Linked DNA regions of Oryza sativa: region 1 is linked to region 2. Evidence: chromatin contacts called from public HiCAR-type data. All regions are on one chromosome and are shown on one strand. Each heading gives the region's core, a stretch centred on a gene start, on an enhancer-like site or on the middle of the called end of the contact. The rest is flanking DNA. Distances are from core to core; before and after follow the strand shown.

Region 1 (6,776 bases), core at 719-3,218, 320 kb after region 2:
ACACTCTAGTATTTAGCAGCTCAGTTGGTGACTTGGTGTTATGGTTGGCTTATGAAAGCACCAGAGGCCAAATTTTGTTCATCTCTCGTATGATGTACAGGGGCAGATCTGAAAGACGGAGAAGCAGGTTAGAGTCCAGAACTGAAGGGCCAAACTTTGTCCTGTTTCGAATTACAATTTGGCTGTTTTGCACAATTCAACGGAAAATTTAACACAGGCAAGTAATCTGTCTGTAAGTAACACAACGTTGCGTGATCTATTCTGGTCGACCACACGAGCTACTGACTTGCAGTTGCAAGTTACGAGTAGCCTCCTTTGGAAATTAGAATGCGGGATATTTCCTAATTACTACTTAATCAAATTGGGGATAAGAATGTGGGATATTTCTTAATTACTTTTATTCAAATTGGCATGTGTTTCTTGAATTTGAACAGCGAAGCCATTTGGAGATGGTTTGCATGAGAAGACTTCTGTGATGATGACTTATGCCGCCGTCCTATCATGCTTTGAGACGTGACATGCCGTCGGATGAGAGTGGCATGCCTCCAGCCCTCTGCCCTACATGCAACATTGTACTCCCTCCGTCCTAAAATAAGTACAGTTTTGTACTATTTACGTTCAAGGTTTGACCATTCGTCTTATTTGAAAAATAAAATTAGTATTTTTATTGCTATTAGATGATAAAACATGAATAGTACTTGATATGTGACTAAATATTTTTAAATTTTTCACAAATTTTACAAATAAGACGGACGGTCAAACGTTGGGCACGGATATCCACGGCTGCACTTATTTTGGGACGGAGGTAGTAGTTGTCTTGTCTTTTCGCTTATGCTTATCAGCTAAAATTTAAATATTCAACCTTAAATTTATTTGGAGTTGATTTTAGGGTTTTTTTTCATTGAAATTTATTTTTCAGCCTTTGCTTTTAGATCACTAAGAAGTAAGAACACGTATATAAAAGTTTTATTCAATAATTATTTTTCGTTTGTAAATATGCTGCTCGAATAAGCGAAACAATGGGGCCGGTTTCATCCTACTTCTCACGATTCACAGGTTAGGACTATTTAGTGGAAAACTTTTATGAATTCCTATAAGGAGTTCCCTTGTGTAATGAAATACTCCCTTCATAAAAAAAAAAGGTCCAATTCTAAGCAATAAACCTTATAGGCAGTGAGTTTATCTAAATACAAACAACAAGGCACTATAACTTTGGACATAACACGAGTGATTCCTAACTTCTTCATCCCCAAAATCCTCGACAACACAAATCATTTTCACCCCAAAGTTCCTAACAAAGGATAAAGCCATTTATTTCTTTCCTTTTTTTCACATCAATTTAACTGAACTACAACAGTCTAGAAACTCAACCACATATTGTGGGTCCATGATAATCCCCAACTTGAACCTCATCCATTTAACAAACCTCCAAAAATGTCAACCTCAAAAGAGAAAAAGAAAAGCCTACAAAATTTTTCCTCCTTACGGACTTCTTCCAAGTTTTATTGTGTACTACATCTTTTATTATTTCTTTCAAATTTCATTGTTTTTTTTGTGCTTGTGTTGTGTGTTCTTCCATCTGGCAATGGCATCTGCAGCAGCATGACCCACCGACTACTATAATACTCCCTCCGTCCCACAATATAAGGGATTTTCAGTTTTTGCTTGCAACGTTTGACCACTCGTCTTATTCAAATTTTTTTTCAAATATAAAAAACGAAAAATTGTGCTTAAAGTACTGTATATAATAATAAAGTAAGTCACAAATAAAATAATTAATAATTTCAAAAAAATTTGAATAAGACGAGTGGACAAACGTTACAAGTAAAAACTCAAAATCCCTTATATTATGGGATCGGAGGGAGTAGATTATACTAGTATAATAAAAATAGTATTACCTTTCTTACTCCCTCAAAAAAGCCACGGTTTTTTAAGTTTTTTACACACGCACCGCCGAATACTTGTGTGGATGCCATCGGAGAGCGCGCCGAGAACACAACCTCCGCGACAGCGACGCGCTCCCTCCGCCGCCGCCGCCGCCGCCGCTGCCACGCGAAAGGCTCCGTCCTCGTCCTCGCCGGCTCCGCGGGACCCTGCTTGATGCTCGCCGTCTGCGCGCGGCACGGGCCCGCGAAGCTTCCGCCGCCGCCGCCGCCGCTCGCCGGGGAGCGGGCGGCCGCATGGGTCGTCGGGAGGTGGTGGTGGAGGCCGGCGGCGGCGGGGCGGCGCGGCGTCGTCGCCGCGCGGGCGTCGTTCTTCAGCTCGCGGATCGGGCTCGACTCCCAGGTTCGTCGGTTCGATCGCCCGCCGCTCGTGAGCATTTCGTCGAATATCTGCGGGGCGGTCCTTGCCGCGCTGCTTTCTGGGGGTCGTTGCAGCGTAGTAGTTCTTGATTTTTAGTTATCAATTTCCGTTGCTTTCTTGTACATATGGCTGATGAGTGATGACCTGTGCTTTTGTTCACCTTGAGATCATCTGGTACTCTGGCTTGGGGTGCATTTAGTACAACAGTTTGATAGTACTCTACAAATGAGCTTGAATTTTTGTTTCTCGATTGTTTGTACCGATAGCTGCATATGAAGTTTGATTTCTAGTTCATTAGGTTTGAAGTGAAATGATTATGTGTTGATTGATCAAGTGATTTCTTGTAGAATTATCACACAAGGGACCTGTCCCAACTGTTGTGGGTGGGTCCGGTGCCCGGCGACATTGCAGAGATTGAGGCATACTGCCGCATATTCCGTGCAGCTGAGCAGCTCCACACTGCGGTCATGTCTGCACTCTGTGATCCAGAGACAGGGGAGTGCCCTGTCCGCTATGATGTGCAAACCGAGGACCTGCCAGTACTGGAGGACAAGGTCGCTGCCGTGCTCGGATGCATGCTGGCATTGCTGAACCGGGGCCGGAAAGAGGTGCTCTCAGGTCGATCAGGTGTTGCGAGTGCATTTCAGGGATCTGAGGACAGCACAATGGATAAGATTCCACCTCTCGCCTTGTTCCGTGGGGATTTGAAGCGATGCTGTGAGAGTATGCAGGTTGCACTTGCCAGCTACCTTGTGCCAAGTGAGGCCCGAGGGTTGGATATATGGAGGAAGCTGCAGAGGCTGAAGAATGCCTGCTATGATGCAGGTTTTCCAAGGGCTGATGGTCATCCTTGTCCAACTTTATTTGCGAATTGGTTTCCGGTGTACTTTTCAACTGTGCCAGATGATTCATTATCAGATGAGTTAGAGGTTGCATTCTGGAGGGGAGGGCAAGTCAGTGAGGAGGGACTGGAATGGTTATTGTTGAAGGGATTCAAAACTATTGTTGATCTACGGGAGGAAGATGTTAAAGATGATTTGTACCTTTCAGCAATTCATGAAGCTGTCTCATTGGGAAAGATAGAGGTGGTGAATTTGCCTGTTGAGATTGGGACTGCGCCCTCTGCTGAACAGGTTCAGCGATTCGCGGAAATTGTGTCTGATAGTGCGAAGAAACCCATTTATCTTCATAGCCAGGAAGGGATTAGTAGGACATCTGCGATGGTTTCGAGATGGAAGCAGTACGTCACTCGTGCTGAGAGACTGGCTACTCAGAACCGTTCATTAAATGGGAATGGTAAGCATGTGAGGAATGATCAAACAGAACAGCTCACAAACAGCCCAGGTTTCTCCTCAGAAGGTAGCGAAAACGGTACACCTCTGGAATCCGATAGAACCATGGAGGGGGAAACATGTGACATAGACATTGAAACAGCACGTCATAATCTGGAAATCACTAATTCCCTTCCCAGTGAACAAAGTACTGAACAAGGTGAACTGCATGGCACCAGGACAGAACTTCAGTCAAACTTTAGACTAGAGAGTAATCCTCTTAAGGCACAATTTCCTTCTTGTGATGTTTTCTCCAAAAAGGGGATGACTGACTTTTTTAGAAGCAAAAAGGTATATCCAAAATCTGTTTTAAACCCTCGGAGACGGTCGAATAGCTTGTTGGTCTCAAGGAGAAAACAAAGTCTCAGTGCTGAACAAAATGGAGCCATTGACTATGAAGCAGCCGAATTTAAAGTTCTAAAAAGTTCGAATGGAGCATCGTTCGATAATGATTATATTCTATCAGTTGCTTCAGGTATTACTAATGGAAAACCATCCAACAATGGAGCCTCCACATCTGTTGAGGACAGGGAAATGGAAACCTCAGTTGTAACAGTTGATCCTAGGACATCTGATACCAGCAATTCTAATGGCAATGCTCCACTTGGATCACAAAAATCTGCTGAAAGGAACGGTTCTCTTTATGTGGAGAGAGAAAAATCAGATCATGTTGATGGAAATATGTGTGCATCTGCAACTGGTGTTGTTAGACTTCAGTCAAGAAGAAAAGCAGAGATGTTTCTAGTACGCACTGATGGATTTTCCTGTACAAGAGAAAAAGTAACTGAATCATCTCTGGCTTTTACGCATCCTAGCACCCAGCAGCAGATGCTTATGTGGAAATCTCCTCCAAAGACTGTCCTACTATTGAAGAAATTAGGTGATGAGCTCATGGAAGAAGCTAAAGAGGTGTGTACATAATATTTCCCTGCTTATGGATGTATCTTTAACACTTCTAATCACATATACAGCATACATCTTGTGTCAGGTAGCAAAATATAGTTGAATCATCTGAAAGGAAACATTACATTTCCTGCTTATGGATGATATACATCCATATCATTGGCTTGTACGATGCATATAGTGTTAGAGAATATATTTTTTTTTGAAAGTTGTATGCTTCATGGTCAGAAGTCACTTACTTTTTTGTATTGGTACTGAGCAGTCAGCATTTCATTGGTTTATAGTAAGATGCTGGACTGCAACAATTAATTGAAAGCTCTTTAGGGTTATATCAGGAATATTTTGATCGATCAACTGTTCTGATTCAAGTTCTTGCGTCAAAATTCAAATGAGCTGTATGAATCAATATGGACATGTCTGGCTGGTTATTGAATTGATTGGATAAAATAGCCCTTTTTCATGTGCGGTGGATTTAACTGGTAGAACTCATTTCATGGTATGGATATTTTGTGTGACTTCACAGTGTTGTGGATGAAGTAACTCTTAAGGATTTAACGTGTATAGCTCATGCAGTGTATGTTTTTCTTTGGCAACATATCTTTGTGAGTGTCAAAGATGGTCATGATTTAGTTCTCTTCTAAAAACTGATTACTACTGGCCACTTAGGCTATATGTTTCATGTATTTCCACATAATTCCCATCTCTTTTTGGAAACAAGCATAGCTTTTGATCTTCTGTAAACCTTCCAATCATTTTTTTTCAGGTTGCTTCATTTCTGCATCATCAAGAAAAGATGAATGTTCTAGTGGAGCCTGATGTTCATGATATATTTGCTAGGATTCCTGGTTATGGTTTTGTGCAGACCTTCTATACTCAGGATACCAGGTACATCTTACATATATTTCAGTTTCTGATCCATAAGTTACATTAGTTTCCATATTGATATTTACTAACATTGCGTCTTGCTAAAAATCAGCGACCTTCATGAGAGAGTTGATTTCGTTGCTTGCCTGGGTGGAGATGGCGTCATTCTGCATGCGTCAAATTTATTTAGAACTTCTGTACCACCTGTTGTCTCTTTCAATCTTGGATCTCTTGGATTTCTGACTTCACACAATGTATGATTTAACCTCCTTTCAGACAACACTTTATCATGTTAACTTGTTTATTTGTCAAATCTAAGCATGCTATCATTTTGTTTACCTCAGTTCGAAGGTTTCAGACAAGACTTGAGGGCTGTCATCCATGGGAACAATACACTTGGAGTTTATATAACCCTTAGAATGCGTCTACGATGTGAGATCTTTCGCAATGGAAAAGCAATGCCTGGAAAAGTATTTGATGTGCTAAATGAAGTTGTTGTTGATCGGGGTTCTAATCCTTACCTGTCCAAAATTGAATGCTATGAGCATAACCATTTAATCACAAAGGTAAGATTCAGAAGTTATTAGAGAAATACATTTCTCTTAGCATATTTTTGCTTAGTGGCTGTGTTCATCATGGTGTTTTTCTTTCTGTTATTTCTGTTTGGAGATTTAATGGTTGGAGTCATGAAGCTAGGCCCTTTTCCCAATTGTATTATGCTTGACAATGTTTAGGCAGCAGCTGCATTGAAATAGAAAAGTCACAACCACTTTGTTTTACACTGTTTGTATGATAAAAACATATATTAAGTTCATATTTCTCCAAGATGAATTTGTCCTTCACCACATTCGTTAATGAGATCCAATGTTTCACTTAGGGAGACAACTCCTGTCACTTGATTGCATGAACCAAGCGTTTGTGGCAACTAATTATTAAATACTAATGTAGACACACTTGAGCAGTTAAGTCTGCCTGCTTCACTCTCATAATCTTGGAGATTATATAATTGTTGTTCTATTCTAGCATTTATTTATAAATTCAGGATTTTTGTTGATATTATTTTAGCTACTTACTCAAAACTTTTTTTTTTTAATCTGATGGAAAATATTTCTAGGTTCAAGGTGATGGGGTGATAGTAGCAACACCGACTGGCAGTACAGCATACTCTACTGCAGCAGGAGGCTCAATGGTAGGTTAATTCTTACAAGTATAAATCCTGGGAAACACTAAATCAACCCATGTGAAGTGATAAATGCCCATGAAACAAAAATCATGAAACAAAAATGTCTATAAATGTCCATGGAAAAAGCATTGTGCAGTGTTATTGAATCACACCTATTTGTTATATATCTTTTCACTCCATGTTATAAATAG
Region 2 (6,880 bases), core at 3,739-6,238:
GATCGGGCTCTTACTGTATGCTGGAAAGGGAAGGATAAAATCGTAACTATCGATGAAGTCAAGAAGTGCTTCAGATCACTGTCTCTGGAATTCGCCGATGGCGATAAGAAGGCCACTTTGGAGATCCCACCTGAGCACTACCTCATTATCTCTGTAAGCATTCAACAACTCAAATTACGATACAAGCTAGTAATGGACAACAAATCATTGAAGGAACAACAACTAACATCCTTTGTGTGTTTGTGGCAGCAAGAGGGCCATGTGTGCTTGGGCATCCTTGATGGATCGAAGGAGCATCTGTCGTTAGCTGGAACAAACTTAATTGGAGGTATGAAGTTCAGACATTCAAACATGCTCACCACCATATGCATAATCTTTGTAATTAACATTTCGATTGATTACTGTTCTACAGGAATTACAATGCTGGATCAGATGGTCATATATGACAGCGAGAGATCGCTGCTCGGATGGGTCAATTATCAGTGCGATAGAATTCCCCGTTCTGAGTCTGCGATCACTTCGCGTCTCTGAATGAACTGAAAACCAGAATACAGGGAGGATAGATGGAAACAGAAAGGGACATTCATATCTTAGAAAAGAAATGAATGATAAAGCATGTATGCTTCTGCCCATAAATAATGAAATGAAGTAATATTTTAGCATATGTGATTTACACCGGGTTTCTAAATTGATTAAACGCATAAATAGGTGTCTGAATCTGTGGTTATTTGTTTCTTCCTGCATAATCAGTATAGAGTTCATCATGTGCTAATTGCATTTTCAAAAGTAGTGGTGTATAAAGTCATAACTACAGGTGCATTCTTGCATTTGTGCACCTTCTGTTTATAAAATTCAAGAAAACCTAGCAAAAGCTAGGATGCTGAGTCAGTGATGTTGGATGAACATATATGAAAGCCTGCAACTTACTTGGTGGAGTATGCCTAATCGATTTCTTGTCTGGTGCTTTTGATGTTTCTTGTAAGCAGAGATATTTAGCCGACTTTGTATCAAGCAATAGTAAAGCTTCTCATCAGCAAAGTAATACTATTTTACAACATGCAAACAGATTAGCAAAAACTCCTGTAACAACTCAGAAAAAAAGAAGAAACTGGTTAAAGTCTTGCTGTGAAAGACTGGAGAGCAGATCGCAAACAATACTTACGATGTAAACCCGGGTCATGGTGACTGTCAGATCAAAATCCACTCGAAGAGTCAAACTCTGATCGATGCTTTCAGACAAAATTTCCTGTACAGATTGCACTGCATGGCTAAGTATATGTATAAACAAGCAGCCAATGCCAAACGGCGAACAAAATCAATGAGCTCTGAAGATTGCAGGTGCAAGCCATGCTAAATACTCCCTCCGTTTCTAAATATTTGACGCTGTTGACTTTTCTAAACATGTTTGACTGTTCGTCTTATTAAAAAAAGTAATTATTAATTCTTTTTCTATCATTTGATTTATTGTTAAATATATTTTTATGTAGACATAGTTTTACATATTTCACAAAAGTTTTTTGAATAAGACGAACGATCAAACATGTGCTAAAAAGTCAACGGTGTCAAATATTTAGAAATAGAGGGAGTATCTGACTTCCTGAACTAGTAGTATTTCTAGGTCCAGAGTTTATATTGCTAAAGTTTTTTTCAGTTCTGTCATAGACAGCAATGCTGAACAGTAAAAGTAATATACTACACTACCGAATCAATGGGTTGTGATCAGTTGATCAGACTGCAACAATTGAATTATCTCTACAATCTACATTTGCATTTTAACATTATTGATTTGATTGGCTGTTTGCCATAGCAAGTTTCTGTCACATACATACTACCGAAAGAAGCTACTACTTACAGATAATTGTGTTATTGGCACAGAGTTATGACTTTTGACACTTGATGACACCCATAAGAAAAACAACTGTCACCACACCACTTCTTTTTCAGAAAAAATAAACACAAAGTCATGGCCGATGACGCCCTTTTTATATCAATATGGTTCAATAGTAGCATGCATGACATATCCCAACAGCTGCATAAATGGATCCAGCACCAACAGATTTAACACATAATCCCAAATTACCAGAAAGGCAAAAAGTAAGCAACAAAACTAGCTATTAATTAATAACTACCATTTGCCATGCTCGTGCAGGCAACCATCAGCATGGCCAAATCTTATCTGTTTTTTTGTAATAACACTTGCAATATATATCTTTGCCATGGCAGTATGGCACATCACACTTGCAAAGATGCAGCTCACCTTTCGTTTTCCAGCTTGTACTTGTGCCAGCCAACCCCTGTAATCTCAATGAATAATTACACCCAAGTTGGTGAGAGGGCTAGAGAGATCGAAACAGTATTATAATTACAAGTTACAGCACTGTTATTATTATTATTATTATTATTATTATTATTATTATTATTATTATTATTATTACCGATAATTGCATTACAAAATTTGGCTTTCCAGGTCACGCGAGAGACCCAACTGAAAGCGACTCTAATCACATAAATACCATGTCGCAATCACCCTTACATTACATTACCAAACGACAAAAAACCAGAAAAAAAGAGAAAAAAAAATCAAAACCTAACTAAAGTGTCAGAGACCTGTTTGGCACGAACGAACCTGAAGTGAACTGAAGTACCCGTTCTTCTACATTTTAATTTCCTCTACGAACCTAGACACGACTGACAATACCATCAGCTGCTGGCGCCCCTGAAAATTCCAAAACTTTGAACTTTGGTCTCTGAATTTCTCCTCTGTGTTTTTTTCTCCTCTCTTCTCTATTGTTTGTTCTGAATCTATCAGGAAGGCATGTCAACTAAAACCAAAAAAAAAAAAAATCGACTGGTTACATCGACTCTGGCTACCTATCATCAACGAAAATTTTACCAGTCATTTCTACCATGCTCACGGTACTCCCCATCCGGCAGAAACAAAAATCAGGGATGTGTTCTTGAATTCTCCACTATTTTTAACCTCGCTCGCCGTTACGATGCGGCCAGCGAGGATCCGCGGTGCAGAAAACCCGACACGTGGTGTCGACGAGAGGTACTGGAAGTACCAAGAATTCTCCCTGATTTTTTGCTTCGATTTTGATCTGCCGGTGGAGGCGATCATCGATCCATGGATCGATCGATCGATCGAGCACGGTTAATTTTTGGTTTTTTGGCTGTACCCTAGACTGGTAAAAGAATTACACGATCGACCTGACAGTGGTTAGTGAGCTAATTAGCGTTTGCAGAGGCGTCACGTTCCGTTAATTAGAACGGCTTCTGCAGGTACGTGAACATGTCGCCGAAGGCGGCGCCGTCGCCGGCGGCGCGGGAGAACGCCGCCGGCGAGGGCAGCTCGAAGAGGGAGCTGTCGATGACGAAGCCATCGTCGCCGACGGCGGCCCAGTCGACGCCGGGCCACCCGCCGCATCCGCCGCTGGGCTGGCTCTCGGCGTAGTCGTGGTCGCCGCCGCCGGGGAAGTCGTCCGGCGACGGCGACGGCGACAGCACGTGCTCCGACCCGCTGGAGTCGGTGTGCAGCCGCGGCATCGAGTCGCGGTCCGCCGACCCCGACCGGTCGAAGCACAGCATCTCCGACTCCGGCTCCTGGTCGTAGAACCCATAGTCGGAGAGCTCCACCTTCATCGCCGCCGCGCCGCCGCCGCCGCCGATGCGACCACCCTTCGCCGCCGCCGCCGCCGCCGCCGGCTTCACGTCCTCGCCGGCGTCCACCGTGTCGTACCTCTCGATCACTCCCTTCTTGTTGTAGATTCGGCACAACACCCAATCATCCAACTGCAAAAAAAAATTAACCAAAAAAAAAACTGAAATTATTAGCAAAGTGATCAAGATTGATGTGGAATGCATGCGAGTGGTGGTGGTAAAAAGTTTTTGGTAAATAAATTCGGTGTGATTACGTTTTCCGAGGTGACGTTAAATTCGATAAAGGTTGGGCGCGGGCTTGTCTCTATCTGCGCGTGCGTGAGCCATGACGCCATCCGAGCCTATACCTAGCGGCTACAGCCATGCTACGAAAGCGACAACTCAGGCGTGCTGCAACTTGCCAATTTGGCACACCTTTCAAATTCTTTTCTCAAATTTTAAATAAAAATCATTTTATCAAACCTCTACTGATGATTGATTTGCCCATATCTTCCTAGAGCTCTCTAGATTGAGACCACTATATGAACAAATACAGTATACGGCAATTTCTTTTCTGTTTTTTTTCCTTGTAGAATTTTAAAAAATAAAATGGGGGTAAATTCGTTGGTGAGGAGAAATGATTGAAAGCAAGAGATGATTAGATTAGGAGAAGTAAGTAATTAAAAGAAGTAAATACTAACCCTGAGGGCGTTGTGGGAGGACTTGGAGAGCTTGCGGGCGGCGGCGGAGCGGTCGACGTCGGCGAGGCGGTACTCGTGCATGATCCAGTTGGTCTTGACGCCCTTGGGCGGCTTCCCGGCGTAGAAGACGAGCGCCTTCTTGATCGCCACCGCCCGCGGCGACCCCACCGGCTTGTCCGCCCCCGTCGCCTTCCAGTACCCCGTCCCCGCCGCCCTGTTCGGCCGCTGCCCGTTCGGGTACTTCCGGTCCCGCGGCGAGAAGAAGTACCACTCCTTCTCCCCTCCCATCGCCCTCTCTGCAACAATTCCAAATCCCCAATTAATTGAATTTGAATTCGACTTCAATTTCCTCGATTCGATTCGATCTGCTTTTGCTCTTGCTTACCGGGGAGATCCCATGGGTTGAACTTGTAGAGGTCCACCTCGGCGATCACCGGGGCGGCGAGGGGGAGGCCGCCGCACTTGCGGCACAGGTAGTACATCACCAGCTCGTCGTCCGTCGGGTGGAACCTGAACCCCGGCGGCAGCTGCAGCGCACCACCGCACTCCATTCAATCTCCGATCTGAGGCCTTGAAATTAATCAAATTCTAATCACCCTTAACGAAGGCTGGATTAGTCGCTAATGGAAGCTTTCGAAAGTTTTGGAATGGAACATTACCCCGCCGTGGGGGGGCCTATATATAGAGGGCGCGAGGGGGGACACGTGTCGACTGGTTGGGGTAGGAGGCGTCGCCGTGACGCACGTGCAAGTTGCTGGGCTGGGCCGCGCGGCAGCCCGGTGAGGTGCGGTTGACCGGAGAGGAGGGGTTTGACACGTGTCGCGCATCGGGAGGGGGCAGGGGGGACGTGTGGGCGGTCGGATGTGGGGTAGGGGGGCGTGGGGTTGTATTTTGTCATGGATGACGTCAGCTGTTTTGGCGTGGGCCTGGGCCGCATCTGAGCCGTCAAAATATGTAGGGCGCGCACCTGGCAGGTGGGGCCCACGTGGCTTTGGATGTGTCATGTGGTGGGCCCGGGCCTTGGGGATGTCATGCATGCAGGTGGGACCGGGGGTTCGGGGATGTCATGTGGTGGGGCCCACTTGCTGGGTCCCGGAGTCTTGGTGGTAAATACAGGCCATGGAGATTCCGAGCCGTGGATCTGTTTGTTGTATATAGGTTTACGGCTCGCTGATCTCACTAGCATTGATTAGTTGTGATTCCGTTGATTTAATTATGGTGGTGATTTGTTTATGAATATATACTCAAAGTTTGGTCAACTTTCGTTTATGGCAAGGTGGCCAGCAGGTAGAATAATTCTTTAAAATGTCTTGACGAAACTGTGACGGAGAAATTTTCTCTACGAAAGCTAGTATTAAACATATTCCGTACTTTATTTACGGGTGATACAATACTGCTCGGAGAGAGAACGGATGATACGACCAGCATCTACTATGTTTTTTTCTCTAATTACACAGTTCGAGGTTACTTTAAAAGCTTTTTTCACATTCAAACAATTTGACGGGATTTCATTTTCCTGACAGGAGATTCGCATCTCCATGTTTCACATGGGCAGCACCATGCACAATTTTTGCAGCACCTATCGCATATTCGCAGCCATGTTTCACGGCTAGATTCATCCACGCATGCATGTGACCTTGCTGGACCACCATGCGACGCAGCCTGCGTTGACGATCGGCGGCGACTCGACCATGGCGATGTGGGCCCCGCGCGCGCTCATCACGGTGGTTGGTGGTGGCTCCTCCGGCCCGGCGACCGGCGACCCCCGCGCGCACGTGGAGACTCCTCGCGGCGCTGGAACGCCGCATCCGGCTGACGTGGCGGTGCGGGGCGGGAGGACGTCACGTCACGCCTTTGGCGCGGGGCCCCACGTGGCTGACCTGTTCCGATGCGGCGAAACGCAGCAGCAGGTAGGGTAAGGACTCGCGTGAGTGGGCCCCACGAGTTGACCCCACGTGTCGGTGACCGGTGGCTAGGCGACCGTGCGTGGCGCGAAGAAATTTGCGAGTCCTCCCTTTCTTTTTGTTTCATCTGTCGATTCTGTCTTAACAGTCACTGACAGTGGGCCATCCGGAATAGTTGACCCCACATCTCAGTGACAAAACCTCGGCCCAACTGGAGTAACCAGAGGTTCAGATGCGGCGACCTGCGGCTGCTCGAGATTCCGACCCTGCTCTTCACCCATTTGCTACGCGCTTTTACACAGACTTCGTGGGTCAATCTTTTGGGACCCCACATGTCAGCCTCACACAGGGTAGCACTTCCCGTGGAAATAGTCGCGGGTTTAGTTTAAGTCTCCTCCCTTTGGTGAGACCGACGCGGCGCGCATGAGCCGCACGATGGGTCACGGATGATGGCAATTTCCTGACGGCGACGGCCACTCGCACATTTTTTTTTCCGGCAGATTTAATTATTCGGTGCCCATATATGTTTATGCTATGTCACTGTCACTACTCTCCTTATAGTTTTGTACTACCAAAGCTAGCACGTATTAGCACTAAGCTGTCATGCTGGCCTCTAGGGATGTTTGTTTAGCCATG

What was found. HiCAR-type assays count read pairs that join an accessible place to other places.
Region 1: a HiCAR-type map of leaf shows a contact between it and region 2, with 2.5 times the contacts expected there. The contact joins the promoter of LOC4349979 here to the promoter of LOC4349963 in region 2. A contact is called at or near these places in 1 of 15 Hi-C or Micro-C datasets (seedling) and 1 of 4 datasets of contacts at active chromatin or transcription factors (leaf).

Annotation. Positions count from the first base shown.
Region 1 is chr11:4,678,212-4,684,987 of ASM3414082v1, forward strand. It overlaps LOC4349979 (probable NAD kinase 2, chloroplastic), which reads left to right and starts at 1,969. Exons shown (of 8, transcript NM_001423177.1): 1 at 1,969-2,286; 2 at 2,652-4,544; 3 at 5,302-5,423; 4 at 5,515-5,656; 5 at 5,747-5,968; 6 at 6,517-6,591. The coding sequence starts at 2,101. It overlaps LOC4349978, which reads left to right. Exons shown (of 18, transcript XM_015761495.3): 18 at 1-245.
Region 2 is chr11:4,351,510-4,358,389 of ASM3414082v1, forward strand. LOC4349963 (NAC domain-containing protein 71-like) reads right to left here and starts at 4,989. Exons shown (of 3, transcript NM_001423173.1): 1 at 4,726-4,989; 2 at 4,341-4,636; 3 at 2,360-3,792. The coding sequence starts at 4,891. The coding sequence ends at 3,265. It overlaps LOC4349962 (aspartic proteinase Asp1-like), which reads left to right. Exons shown (of 11, transcript NM_001404450.1): 9 at 1-153; 10 at 250-328; 11 at 413-887. The coding sequence ends at 531.